Regions from separate parts of the Anser cygnoides genome. Here region 2 is linked to region 1. A link is a contact called in public Hi-C data. All regions are on one chromosome and are shown on one strand. Each heading gives the region's core, a stretch centred on a gene start, on an enhancer-like site or on the middle of the called end of the contact. The rest is flanking DNA. Distances are from core to core; before and after follow the strand shown. Region 1 holds the start of TGIF1 (TGFB induced factor homeobox 1). Region 2 holds the start of LPIN2 (lipin 2).

Evidence for each region. Hi-C and Micro-C count contacts between places; a contact is called where the count stands out from the background.
Region 2: a contact with region 1 is called in a Hi-C map of liver, with 1.8 times the contacts expected there. The contact joins the promoter of LPIN2 here to the promoter of TGIF1 in region 1. A contact is called at or near these places in 2 of 7 Hi-C or Micro-C datasets (both in liver).

Annotation. Positions count from the first base shown.
Region 1 is chr2:111,766,480-111,773,828 of Taihu_goose_T2T_genome, reverse strand. TGIF1 (TGFB induced factor homeobox 1) reads left to right here and starts at 4,248. Exons shown (of 6, transcript XM_066992815.1): 1 at 4,248-5,026. The coding sequence starts at 5,011. It overlaps LOC106034949 (a long non-coding RNA gene), which reads right to left and starts at 3,314. Exons shown (of 5, transcript XR_010829625.1): 1 at 3,098-3,314; 2 at 1,923-2,042; 3 at 1-1,412.
Region 2 is chr2:111,928,760-111,936,108 of Taihu_goose_T2T_genome, reverse strand. LPIN2 (lipin 2) reads right to left here and starts at 3,285. Exons shown (of 20, transcript XM_066992825.1): 1 at 3,128-3,285.

The sequences.
Region 1 (7,349 bases), core at 2,999-5,498:
GCTCTAATTATGGGAGCACAGCTGGCTGGCATAATTTTGATTTCCGAAGTTTTTGAAAAGGTTCCATGCAAGGAGCTACCAGACAAAGAACAAGCTAGGGGAAAAGGCAAACAATTGTCACGAATGAAAATCTGGTTAGAGCAAGAGAAACACAGTGCAAGGCTAAATGGCTTATTTTTATTATGACAAAAGGTTAACAGTAGGGTGCATCCAGGTCCTGTACTCTGTTTTAATATATTAACTCAGCCCAGTGAGAGAGAGAAAAAAAAAAACGGGACAGGTAAAGAAGAGTGAGGTGCTGAAGTCTGTAGCTATCAAAAATGTATCTGGGAAAAGGGAGACTTGCGAGTAACTTCAGTGTGACTCTCGTTGCATGAATGAATAATGCAATAAGAGAAGCTCAACACCAAGATGAATACAAAACCACATATAAGAGAAACTTCAAACAAGCTATATACTCTCCAAAGTTGTTAGAGCCCTCTGCTCAGTATGTAGCAGCAGCCAAAAATAAAGCCTAACATGCTGGATTCCACAAGAAATAGGTCAGGGAGTAATATCAAATACATATATATTGTAATCAGAGGCATAACCTCGCTTAGAATACTGCATGGAGCATAAGTCACCTTTACTGAAAAATGGAATACTGTATGACCAAATAGACTTGGGAAAGAACCAAGACAACAATCAAAAGCTGGGAGCAATTCTCATAGGAAAAGAGACTGAGAAAACCGATTTATTTATTTTTATCTTCGAAAGCAGACATGATGAAAGCACATAGAATAATGAATGGTATAGAGAAGGTAAAAACCAGGAACTTTCTTTTCCTTGTCTCAAAGCACAAGAGGATATTCAATGAAATAAAGTTAAGAAGAAAAACAAAAGAAATGCCTTTTTATGTAATTCACAATTCAACATGGTACTCTGCCACTGACTGCCTTACAACGTTTAAATACCATAAAGATATTAAACATTTATACCAGAATAAAAACCATCCACCTATCTCAGTAACAAAATAAGTTATATTAAGCTATTGCTTCAGGGCTTGTATCTAACTATTAAAGAATAGGATGGGACATTTGTGGGAAAATATTACCTCATGTCTGCTTTCTGTGCCTCCTCCTTTTCCTCTAGACCATCTGAGACTAGTCAATGTCATGGATAAGTAAAGGTGAAGAATGGGTGTGACCCGTAACAAGAATCACTGTTTTTCCGTGCATAGGACAGATTTATCCACTGAAAGAACAGTTATTTGTTGCATCACTTTATTCTTGTTGCGAAAGGTGTAACTTGCTTAACTTACTGTGCACTACTTAATTCTGCACAAACTATAAAGTAGTATGTTTCCTCACAAACACTTCAGTGGCAAGTCAGCGTTCCACAGAGATCAGCATCATGTTTATTGTCGTGATGTCCTATAAAGAGAGAGGATATAATACTGTCAAGTTTATGATTGGGAAACTGGAACAAACAGTCTAAGATAACAAATATCCACAAGCCTGTGACGCCTAAATATTGATTTTCCAGAGCACTCCCTGTAGGAGTTTTTATGTCCAAAGCATAGTCTTGGAGACTTCAGTGGTTGGTAGGCATATGCAGTCCCAGCATTGCAAAGCACAGCACTTGTAAATAAGACACGTATAATTAGTCACACAAGGTATCACATATGGCAGTGCAATGGGACAAAAGCAAGCACGCAGGACCACAGAACACTCACAAACCTGTGGTACAGACGTTCATTGAACAACTCAAAGTCTAGCCGCTCCACTTTTTTTTTTCTCCCTCTTTGAATCCAATTCTACACATACTTACAGCGTGTCAATACAGACAAATCCAGACAGAGTTGAACTTGCTGCGGCTAAGCCAGGTTGTTCAAACCTGTTGGTACAGACGTATCTTGATGCATGTGTAGAGCACGCACTTACCCAAGGAGCTGCATGGAAGCCAAAGTTGCTCAGTGAGCAGCATGAACTGCACGTGAGATATGATTAGTGCTGATACAGCTCCAGCAGATTAAGTAATACTAAATCCACAGCCTTGTCAACCTGTGAAGAGAAACAGAAAACCATGGAAAGTGGTGTATTTTCTTACATACCAACTGCTTCTGCCCGCAAGCAGCAGCCAGTGCCAACATTCACCATCAACTTATGAGCCACCAGTTTACTGAACTCACTCAAAAATCGAGTCATTCTCTACCCTTAAATTCCAGCTCAGAACAAGCAATGAAATCACCTGTTATGGTTTTAGACACCATTTTCTTTCAAGCTTGTTTACTGTTACAGAAGGCTACAGCAGTTTTCTTCCAACCACCCTACGTTTTGGCAAGCTTTATCCACCCTAGAACCTCCAATATGTATCTCCAAGTGCTAAACGACATCAGAGTTTGTAGACAAACCCCACGTATTGCCCCACCCTGACAATAAATGAAAACTGCACAAGTCCACTTTCTGTCTTTCCCCCCACAATACTTGCACCCACAAAGTAACTTGCCAAAAAAAAAAATAAATCACTTTTCTACTCATGTTGTACCCAGGGAACTAGGCACAAAGACTTGCTCGTCTGGGGTCCTCTGGTTCTAGCCCGAGGGACGCAGACCTACCCTCCTGCTTTTTACAGCCTGTCAGCTTTGAAAGCAGCCATGTGCTAAGTCAAAATCAATTTTCCCCTTTGAGTAAATTCCTCAGGACCAGCATTCCAGCGGCGTTAGAAAGGCTGTTCCTAACGCTCTTAAAAGTGAGTTTAAGCTCAGTGTGAGAGAAAAGCCTTATTCTTCCCCTCGTAAAAATGACCTCACCAAAGACCAAACAAAAAGGGGGTGGGGGGGGTATGAGTTTGGTTCACAAACTTGCCAGGAGTCCCAAGGACAATAAACAAGCGTGAGCCGGCTCGTACGTAGAGGGGAAAATCTCTTCAGCTCCCTGACATGTCTTTTGTTAACTTCCCGTAATTACTTCTTTGGCACGACCAAGCCTTGGGCGCTCAAAACACCAGCCCGAAGAGTCAGCTCTCACAGCTGTGAAGCAGGACTTTTAAAAACAACCATCACAGAAAAAAAAAAATAGTAATATTTTTTTGAAAAAAATAAAAAAATCGCTCTCACACGCCACCTATGAGTCACCGCTCCCTCCAGAGACACAACTCGGCTCTCAGCGTTAAAAATACCGGAGCCTTTTCCTTCCGCGCTCCTACCGTACGGGGAAGGAGGGAAGGAGGGAGGGGAAGGGCGGCGGAGCGCTGCCCCCATAGCCCCCCGGCACCGAACGGGGACAAAATGGAGGCGGCGGGAACGGGGCTCGAAGGGCGCGCACCCCCCCCCCCTTCCCTCCACACACAGCGGCCAGCGGAGGGCGGTTGGCGGGTAACGGCGGGTAACGGCCGGTAACGGCGGGTAACGGCCGGTAACGGCCGGTAACGGCCCGGCGCTGCCCTGAGGTACCGCAGCCCCCCCGGCCGGCCACCAGCCACCAGCCCAGCCCGGGGAGAGCCGCCAGCCCCGCGGCGGGGCCCCGTTGACTGCAACTGCTCAAGAGCCGCACGTGCCCCCCGTTCAGGATGTAACAGCTGTTTTATCTCCGGCTAGGTCGCTGTAATTACGCTATATAAAAATAGTTACGAGGTGCCGGGGAGGGCTCGCTGTTAAAAAGCGCCGTCGCTTCCTCTTCTGCCGTGAATGCGCGTTTGTGTGGACGGCCGAGCCGGAGGGCGGGGGGGGGGAAGCGAGCCCTGTTTTCGCCGTAGGAATTTATTATTTCATCAGCCGCTTAAAGCGCTCGCTCCCAGCCCGACATGCCTGCCCCTGCGCCTCCTCGCTCACAAACAAGCGAGCACGTGGCTGCGCGGCACTAAAACAAACACACGCACTGCCCTGCACAAAAACACACCACATCCGCACGCCTTTCTTTTTTTTTTAATTTAAAGGTATGACGGCTTGTTTTACTTTTCACACTAACTCCCCCCGTGCGCAGCCCCCCCCCCCCCGCCCGGAGTTTCGCCTTCGGGGGTGCGGGCGAGCGGCGTGAGCGGAGCTGGCGCTGCGGGGCCGAGGGCTCCCGCATTTCTCTCGTCTGGGAGAGAAAATAAACTGTTGCTGCACCACGTGCTGGCAGCGATGAGTCAAGCTGTGAGACTTTTCTTTCAAGCCGTGAGCATGTGTCACGGCAAGATCCAGCGGGCCGGGAGGGGGGGGAGAAGAAAAAAAAAGGAGGGGGGGGGAGAAAACAACCACCTTTTGTAAAAATAACCCCAGAAAGGGGACGCGCCTTGGCAGGGAGGGGGGCTCCTGCTCCTGCCGTACACACTCTCCTTTCTTCTCCTCTCTATTCACGCGCAGGAGTGGGTGGTTCATCCGGCAGCAACAGGAGGAGGCTAGTCAAGGGCAGCTGTCAAAATCTCCCCCCCCCTCCCGCTCCTCGCCCCCTTCTCCTTCCAGTTTAACGATCAAACGGCTGCCTGGAAGAAAGGGAGGCACGGAGGGCTGCGTGCGGGTGCGGGGGGACCCCCCCTCGGCCCTCCCCTCCCGCCTGGCGGAGCCGCAGCAGCCGGCAGGGGAGGAGAGAGGCGGCCGGGAGGAGGAGGAGGAGGAGGAGGCAGCGCCGCGAGTGCTCGCGTAGCTCCGGGTTACTCTTACTCACTGCTGGAAGGTGGGGGAGGGTGCACTCGTGTACCTTTTCCTCCCGTGCCTTTTCTCACTTTACCAAGCTGGGGCCAATCACCGCCAGAAAGGAACAAAGGGACGGGGGGAGGGAAGCCCACCCCGGCCACAGCCGCCGCCAGCGAGCCCCCGGGGAGGCAGAGCCCCGCGGCTCCCGCTGACAGCACCGAGGACCCGGCCCGGGCGCCTGGCACCGAGCTCCTCGCCTGCTGCTGTTGCTGCTTCGTCCTCCTCCTCCTCCTCCTCCTCCTGCTCCTCGCCGAGTTTAAAAGGGGAGCAGCGGCCGGCCGGCAGAAACTTGGCTCAGCGGGCGGCTGCGCGGCGAGTCCGGCGGCAGCGGCGGCTCGGTCCTCGCCGTCAAGATGAAAAGTAAAAAAGGTACCTGCCTGCGGGGAGAGAGGGGGGGACCCCGCGCCCCTTCCCCCGGCGGGGGCGGCCGTGCTCGGTGGGCTGCCGAGCGGGACGGAGCCCCTCTGCCCCCCACCCCCCCGGACCCCCTCTGCCCCCCGGGGCCGCCCTCGTCCCGCCGCGGGCCGGGCTCGCAGCCCCACGCGGCTGCTGCCGGCGGCTGTCACGAGCCTGCCCCGCCGCCCGCTCCGTGCCGCGGCCAAGTTTTGTGCCCCTTCCCCGGCCGCCTCTCGGCGGTCTGGGCTGAGCTTAGGGGCTCGGATCGGCTCGGCACGGCTCGGCTCGGAGCGGGGCAGGCTCTGCCGGTCTTTGTCTGCAGCGTTGGGACGAGGGGCTGCGGGAACTTGCTGCTTTCTTCTGCCTTTACATCCCTTAAAAGAGGGCGAAGAAGTACAAAACTTTGCACGCGGTTAGGGTTAAAAGGAGGAGGAAGACGCACATACACCCCCCCCACCCCCCTTTGCAAAAACGAGGCTCTCTGGGTTTTCTTTGTGCTGTTTACGAAAACTTTGCATCGTGCTGCCCCTTCCCCTGCGCTGCCCTCAGCGCCCTCGGACCGCGCTTTGGGGCCGGGGGGAGGCTGGCAGCGAGCGGCTGCCCCACGGCTGTGATTCACCGCCTTCGGGTGTGCTCCCAAAGCGCTCCCAGGCCACCAAGTGCCCCGTGGCGGAGGGCCGGGAGGGGGGACCAGGTCGCTGCCCCGCACTCAGGCTCTTTTCCCCCACCGCTCCTTGTTGATGCCCCCGGAGCGGGCAGCCCATACGTGCAGGGCGATCCCCGCGGGGTGCTGGAAACGAGGTGCCCCCCCCGGAGGGTTTGTAGCCCTGGCGAGCGGCTTGGGGCTTGCACACAAAGGGAATGGGGCCACAAAGGCGCCCCCACTCTGCTCTTCCTTGGGGTGCCCAGCCCCGCTGTCCGCACCTGGAGGCACCCCCTTCGGGGGTCTCCGCCTGGGACCCTTAACCCCGCTGCAAGCAGCTATTTTTATTTTTTTATTTTTTTTTCTGTTGCGTGGTCTCACTGAATTAATTCAGCCCGGTTATTTTTAGGACATTCCTATGCTCCCTATTTGCACAGCAGTGGTGAGCTGGTTTCCTGTCTGCTGTTGCTTCCATTGTTCAGACTTCTCTCCCCGAGGGCAGCTGCTGGTTGCTGAAATACCAAAACTCCCTGCACTTTCGGCTGTTGTTCTTGCCACCCCCGAAATAAATGTGTGTGAAAAGTGCTGACGTCGTTTCTAGGTATGCGTGTGTGTGTGTGTAGGTCTTTGTGTGCGAGAGAGGGAGGCAGAGCTCCGCTCCCAGGGCTGCGGGTTTGGGGCTGGAACAATGGAAACCACGCAAGGTGACGGGCCCGGGGGGCTCCCGAGTGGGGCAGGGGGCCAGGGGCTTGCCTGGCAGAAAGGGAAAGGCGAGGGGACGGGGATGGAAACTTTCAACCAGGCGTTGGGGCTAGGGTGCCTTTGTTTTGTTCAAGGTTAGGCTTGTAGTTGTTTGGCACCTCCTGGCATTCGGGGCTGGCTCAAGAAGTTTCAAAGAATGACTTTGTTTCAGATTCCTTGCTCGCAGTCCTAGAAAAATCCTGTTTAAAGGAAAAAAAAATGTATAGCGTAGCCAAGTCTGGCTGGTTTAGAAGCAACAGAGCTCAAGCTGTGAAATGCAGAGGAAAACAAATAAGCTGGTTCCTCACTTGTGAAACATACTCAAAGGAAAAGTTTTTTTTTTTTTTTTCTTCAGTGGAAATTCCCTTATGCATTCCGTAATTCTTGGTTGCTTATGAATAATTCTAAACTAATTTACTTTTGTTGGGCTTTAACTTCACGTTAAACTTTAGTTCTTTTTTTTTTTTTTTCCTTTATCAGCCCGTGGGTTAAAACCCCGAGGACTGTTCTGTGGATGGTTTCATTTACAAATAATAACCTGATAGCAATCACACGGAACACACTCAGCTTGTTAATGAGCTGATTTAGAATACCGCCTTGCAAAGGCACAGGCGTACGTTCAAGTTTATACATGTGAGGAATCCTACTGAACTCGGTTACGACAGGATCGGGGCCTTAGATGGGAGCTAGTTCTGCTTATCCGTCCTCATAAAAATCCACCTTAAGTTCACAAAGCACCGACGGGGAGGGGTGGGAGCCTTTCCCGAAGGTGATCTTTGTCGGTTCCCTCTCTGGAGGGCAGAGATTGTTTCTTGTGGTATACTTTGTCCTGTTTTGAATAGCGATTGGCCTGTGCCACTTCCTCCGCGAGGCTCTTCCTCGACACAATGGGATGGTGGTGGGTTTCTTCCT
Region 2 (7,349 bases), core at 2,036-4,535, 160 kb before region 1:
ATGCTTGTGACAAAGGAGAGAGGGCAGCTAGGCAGAGTAAAAGCTCATTTTAAAGCAAAACATTCTTTGCAGCAGCAGCATTTTTCTATGCTTGAAGTAAGTTATTTTATTTATAATTCTTTAAACTCTGCTTACCTACAGAGGTATTTACAGAAATGACACTTTTGTGTTACTGTAGAGCTTTAAAATGTACGTTCAGTGACTTGTTAGAGTAGTTCAGTTGGAAGGGACCTTCAGCGATCATAGGGCGGCTTGGGTTGGACAGGGCCTTAAAGATCACCCAGTTCCAGCCCCCTGCCATGGGCAGGGATGCCACCCCCTAGATCAGGTTCATCCAACCCTGCCTTGAACACCTCCAGGGATGGGGGCGATCAGCCAGTCCAACTGCCTGACCTCTCATGGCCAACCAAAAGTTAAAAAGCATATTGCTGAAAGCATTGTCCAAATGCCTCTTGAACACTGACATGCATGTGGCATCAACCACCTCGCTAGGAAGCCTGTTCCAGAGTCTGACCACCCCGAAGGTAACTAAATGTTTCCCGATGTCCCGTCTGAACCTCCCTGGGCACAGCTCTGTGCCGTTCCTGTGCGTCCTGACGTCGGTTACCAGGAGCAGAGACCTTCCTCTGCATGTCCCCTCCCCAGGAAGCTGCAGAGAGCAGTGAGATCAGAAGTTCATGAAAGTACTTCTGATCAGCACTGCAAGATCTAAAAGTCATTGGGATACAGCATGCTACTTTGTTCCATTCTTAGAATTTGCCCAGTATTGCAGGAACACATCTAAAGCATGTATTTTAGAGTGAAATTTGATCACAAACGTACCACTCACTGGTTTGTATAAACCTGAAAGCTTTTTCACTGTGGATATATTTAACTTGCAGCACCAGATCTCACACCAGAAGCTATCCTTTCATCTCTTTCAGACAGTTACATATCAGGTGTTTGCAATTCACGACAAACAGTGATTAGAAGTTACTCCATGTAGAAGCCAAATCTATTTTACTAAAAGCAGAAATAGCAGTGTTATAATTCAGCTCAGATACTTGATGCTCACACACAAAGACACTGAAGAACTGACTCCCTGGTCTCCTACAGGTTGCAACCTTTCATTTAACTTCTTTTTTAAAAAAAAGAAAAAGAAGAAAATTCTGGAGTTTTAGCTACGTAAGAATCTTCGAGGAGAAAAAAAACACAATACCAAATGCAACTAATTTAATCTTTAGCTTTTATCAAAGTTCCCAGTGTGACTTGGAACAAAATCTTTTCAGCTTTATCTGAACTAGACGGCAATTTCTCAGAGACAGAGACATAAAAAAAGCATGTAGCGCAAAGAACGGCTCCTGTGTGCAGCCTCTGGGCTTCAGATACATAAGGAGGTGTCAAGTGCAAGAAGCACAGCTTACATTTCCCCATAACCGATCACGGCCTTACACAAGTGGGAAGAAATGCTGCAGGTAGGGAAAAAGGGCAAAGTTCTCTGCACTGCAATACAACAATATTTCGGATGTATGTTTGACTAGTACAGAATAACAAACAAGTAACTTAATTTTCTAACAATCCAAAGCATTAAGTTCCGAGAATAAGACGTGTTCAAACACCACTTTTTTTTTTTTTTTTTTTTTTACAGGCCATTGAAATAAACAAATATTTTGATAACTGAAAAGTTAGGCTATGAGCTTAACGATTAATACTGTAATTGCTTACTACAGCCTTTCAGCACTACCTATTCTTACTGTAGTATGAATAACGCCACATAATGGAGCATTTCAAACTCCCCAACATCCTGAGTTTATTTAGAAACTTCTTAACATCAGCTTCTCAGTTCTGTTATTCTACCATATAACAGTGATGTTTTTAAAGGACATCTCACCAAACACTCGCTTACTCCAATAAAACAGGATTTCCTTGATGTTTTTTCTAAGAGACAGTAGAATTGTTTACATTCCTGTATGTTCTGGGATGCAAAAAGCCTAGAGCAGGGGCTAGGAGAGAACTGACAGCTGTGGCTGGAGCTAGCTGCCTAGTATGCATACAGACCACAGTCATGTACGTACATACGTATGTGTGGGATTGCCAGGCCCACACTTTCAGTGACACAAACTGAAGTCACGCAGGGACTTAAGATTTTTTCATCTTAACTAATGAATACCTGTACATCCTTAAAACACAAACAAACCCACTCATTTTCCCTCTTAAAATCATAGAATCATTAAGGTTGGAAAAGACCTCCAAGATCATCTGGTCCAACCATCCCCCTACCACCAACGTCACCCACTAAACCACGTCCCCAAGCACCAGGTCCAACCTTTCCTTGAACACCCCCAGGGACGGTGATGCCACCACCTCCCTGGGCAACCGTTCCAACTGCTCTTTCTGAAGAGAAATGTCTCCTCATTTCCAACCTGAACCTCCCCTGGCACAACTTGAGGCCATTCCTTCTAGGCCTATCACTGGCTGTCTGTGAGAAGAGGCCGACCCCCAGTTCCCCACAACTCCCTTTCCAACATATTTTTCAAACATTAAGTGCTCAGTATTCAAAATTGGAGAGAGAGAGATTGGTGGGAGGGGGATGGTTGGACCAGATACGTTGGTGATCCTTTCCAGCCTCACTGATTCTATGATCTGTAGGACTGTCTGTCATCTTCCTCCCCTCCGACATGATCCTAAACAATGCCATATACCATTATGGGCTAACAAATCCTTTCTCACGACAGCTTTGGAATACTGTTCCCAAAAGATTAGGCACCGATGCACGAGAGAATTACGTTCACCACATCGGTCTTCTGGATGACAACGCACTACGTTCAAGCAGCACACCGCCTAGCTCAGCTCCGAGCCCCCGCTGCCTCCAGCACGTACCCAGTCACCGCTGGACGAGAGGAAGGAGCTCAGCCCCCACACAATAACCGCGATGGGCACCGGGCTGAAACTCCACCGCGCACACAAAGCCGGCAGCCTACTTCCAGCCGGTAAAACTTCACCCTCCCCTCCACCAGAAGCGACGGACAGGAAAATTAAATTAAAAAAAAAATAAAAATAAAAAGGGGGGAGTAGAACACCCCCCCCCCCCCCCCCCTTCCCCGCCCGCGTCCCCTCAGCGCCTCACGTTCCCCCCTTCCCCGCTTACCTCAACGGGGCCGGCGGCGGTCGGCACCGCAGGAGGAGGAGGAGGAGGAGGAGGAGGAGGAGGAGGAGGAGGAGGAGGACGAGGGGGGGGGGGGGGGGTGAAAGCGGCGCCGGGCGGCGGTTGAGGCGGTTGGCGCAGCGCGTGCACGCCCGTGCGCGTGCTCGCTCGGTCGCTGTGGCGAAGCTGGGGGGGGAGCGCGCGCCACCTCAGCGGCGCGGCCCCGCCTCGCCGCGGGGGTCACGTGACCGCGCGGGGGTGGGAGGGGCCGGCGGCGGTTGCGCGGCGGCCGTTGCCTCAGCGCTGGGGGGGGGGGGGGGAGCGCCGCCATGTTGCGTGCCCCGACGGGCGGGCGCTGTGACGGGCAGAGTCCCTCACTCGGCGTGCCCCAGAGCCTCTCGTTCCTCCTACACGTTCCTCAGGCTCTTTGACCGCCGTGTCCCGCTGCTGGCCCCTCGTGACAGGGGGTTGTTTCACGAGAAACACGGCTTTTGTGTGTGTGGGGGGGTGTTGGTACCTTCGCGCATCTCCCGCTGCATCCCTCTGTGGAAAGGCGGCGTGGTACCTGGGGTGGGCTGCAGGTGGCTTATTTAGTTATTCACGGCAGCACAAAATTGCCAAAGCCAACCGTGTCCAGCAGGACAGGTGTGTATTTCAGGTCCGCAGCTGCTTGGCCCATTTATTTTGTCATTTACGCTGCTGTTCAGTGAAGTTGCCTTGATTAGGTATGATTATGATTCCAAGTATTGCCCCGAGGCCCAGTTGGTACTGATACACATACTAAAACAGGGTAATCTCACCCAAAACTGTACTAAAACAGGATAATCTCACCCCAAACAATCTGCAGTATAAACAAGAGAAGAGAGAAGTAGCATGGTTGGAAATAAAGCTCAGGTCTTCCAAATGATTTTAGTGTTATCACTATCCATCGTTGCCTCTTTATTTTAGTGTACTTTTTATTTGTTTACCAATGGCTTTTTCATCTGTTAGTCCGTTGATTAGATTTCTGCTTTGCTCCCACCTTGGTGTTGGAGCCATTCTGGGCTCTCACATATGTTCTGTATGGCTGTCACATAAGAAATCAGGCTGATTAACAACCCATTCAGTGCAGCTGACAGAGCCTCCTCAAAAATCTTTTGTACCAGTCCTACAAACAGATAAGAAGGTTCTTTTATTCATCTGTACGTCCTGGTGCAAGCTGCATAAAAAATTATAGAAAGTTTGCTTATTTGCAAATAATATATTTAAATCCCTTCGAGCATGGAGCTAAAATGTCTATCCCCGCAATACATGCGGTGCGTTTTTTCAAAGCAAACAGTCCTTGGAAGAGGACGCAAACACTGAGTTACATGGATAGAGTGACAATATATTATACATAGGTAAAAAGTACGGAAGGTCAGATTTCACACCTGTCCATTTTGATTATGTTGTAAATTCAGAGTCAGCTTTGGAACACTTTCTAGGGCGCTGGGTATGAGGACGCAACACAGATTAATGGAGCAATTTTCCACCCTTCAGTGCAAGCATGTTCCAGCTGCAGCAGTTTTCTAAGGATGCCTCCCATTTTATAATAGAGTCATAATAACCTAGCCATCTTAGCATAACATCTGCCACGAACACATAGTCTGTGCTTCAGCAAAAAAGGCAAAGCATTCATAATAGGGCATTTCCCTTCTTTACTGTGTTCCTTATTTGGCACGTTAGTTCCTCAGTTTCTGAGGGTAACTGCATCAGAAGTTGCTCAAACAATATTTTCATATGTGTTTCCATGATCTTATCTTTGCCAGTCATAACACCAAGTGATTTCTCAGCTGAGGGGGTTCTCCTTTCCAACACCAGCCAGGACAGTTTGCAGGGAGGTAAGAGGTAGGGGGATAAATTTATCGTATGTCCTCAAATATCAGATTTAAGCCAGATCCTATTATAAAATTAAGCTTAATTCAAAAGCATGCCAGCTTCTTAGCTGACAGAAAAATCTTGACTTGAAAAGGGGTAGCAAATTGGTAAGTCATGCTTTTGTATTTCAGACCTGGAGAAGGAGCTTCTGATTAAAGGGGTATTCATTCAAAAACACAATGTTTTCCCCTTAGGTAATCTTTTCCATTCCAAAATTATCATCTCCAGACAACCAGAAGGTCTGAAGTAGACAGCCTTCATTATTCTCCTTTTATGTTCTCCACTCTTTTGCGCTTAAACACAGAAAATTAAAATCAAGCTGTAAAGATGGCTTTCATTTTCTGCAGCTGTATTAAGAGAGATTTGTTTCCGTTCTGGCTGCATGGGGCTACACACGTACTGGTGTAGATAGGATCTCTCTATATCTGTATCTCTGTGTGATTTGCAATCCTTGTTCAACCATAACTCACCAGTGGTTAAACCAGGGCCTCCAGGCCATGACAGACACGCCACCTCATTTATGCTTATTTTGCCATTTCACCACAAACGCTGCTGTTATTTTTCCCCATCAGGGCTCCTCTACCAGCCACCTGAGCCACCAGATGTTTAATCACACCAGTAGTCCCACTGCAGTTGATGGGCTTGTTTGCTGGTTTGGGCTCTTTGGCTCAGTCAGCACAATCAGCTCAAGTCTCACGTGAGCAACATTTCTCCATTCTTTGTCAATCATTGGCAGGTGTTTCATAAACCATCTTCTGATATGGACATGGTAGATATCCTTATCTGGGCTAAAATCACAGCCTAATTAAGTAGGAGTTTGTATTCTACTGCTGTTAGCGTGAGTGATGGAATAGTAAATGGAACTGACTGTAGCAGATAGGGTGGGTGGTAGGAGATGAAAGTTGGGGAAAGAAAAGAGGAAAGATGTTGCATTTGAAAATGTGCGGAAGGAGAAAGATTACAGGAAAGACATCCCGCAAAATGAAATAGGAAGTGAGACGAGGAGAAAAGTCAGCAGAATGCAGTTGCAGCTGAATCTGGTGCTTTCCTTCCTCTCCTTGCTATCAGTCTCTTCCCCTCACTGTCCCTCTCATCTTCATCTCCAGAAGCCCTTGTGGAACAGATTTTCTGTAATGTTTTTCACTTTACAGCTTTTGTTGCCCTTTTCTCTGGCCAACATTTTGCTTCAGTTCTTAAAACTTACTGTCCTTTCAGCAACACTGGAAAACTTGCTGCATGGAAAAATTTGTTGCAGGTGTCCAGTCTGTGCAAGTGCAGTTTAAATGAAATATTGTTCATGCATTCCCTTTATATTTATTTCCAAAGATACAGAGCGGAGGTCCACCCTAGGCTAATTAGTTTAAGGATGATCTCACTTTGCAGTTAGCTGCCTCAAATATTACTGCTTTATATATTAACAAAATATGGTTTATCAGTCTCAGGCCATTGACTTCCTCAATAACTGGCAACAAATCCAGAAATAATTCTCACAAGGACTCAGGGACACACGGAATCACGATGCTTTTACTCCAGTGCTACACAAAGCCTGTTTTTCACATCTTTAAGCTTTAAAATACACACTTTATAATTTTGGAAGGCAATTAGATAATACAGCTTATGTACAACACTTTCCCACACTTAAATACAGTTGTAATAATGCAAAAATATTAATTTATAATATACTTCTCAATTGGAATATAAAGGGTATTCCAGAGTATGTTCTAGTATTCCAATATATTCCAGAGTGCTGGAATGGAATATACAGGTGACAATACTTGATCCAGAAGTGGGACTTCAGTTAAATATTGCAGCCAGTGTCTGATTTTAAATAAAGTCAAACGGTTCTGTGTGTTTGATAGGCAATTCTGTTGCTTCAGAAATTATATGCATTCTATAGTACGTAAGGGACAGAGATTGAAACAATTTTCATAATTATCAAGGAGAATAGAATGTAAATTGTACACTTAGGTTGCAAGAAAAATTTCATCAAGCATATACTCAACAATTCTGTTAATATTTAATATTAATATTTGATTAATACCAATGTTTTGTTTACATTTGTGAACATCTACAGCTTAAATAATAAACATGAAGATTTTAAAGTATGTTTTGTTTGTTTGTTTTAACCTTCGCAATGTTTATTTATGTGTTTCAATTACCACACATAACAACACTATATTTCTGGCTAGAAAATAGTTTCCAGTAGGACAATATTGCTGTGACTGCATTTCCAGCTTTTTGAGGAACCATCCAAATTAAAAATTAAAATTAAAAAATAAAAAAAATAAAAAAATAAAAATTAAGCCATGCTCTCAGCCATTTTTATTTA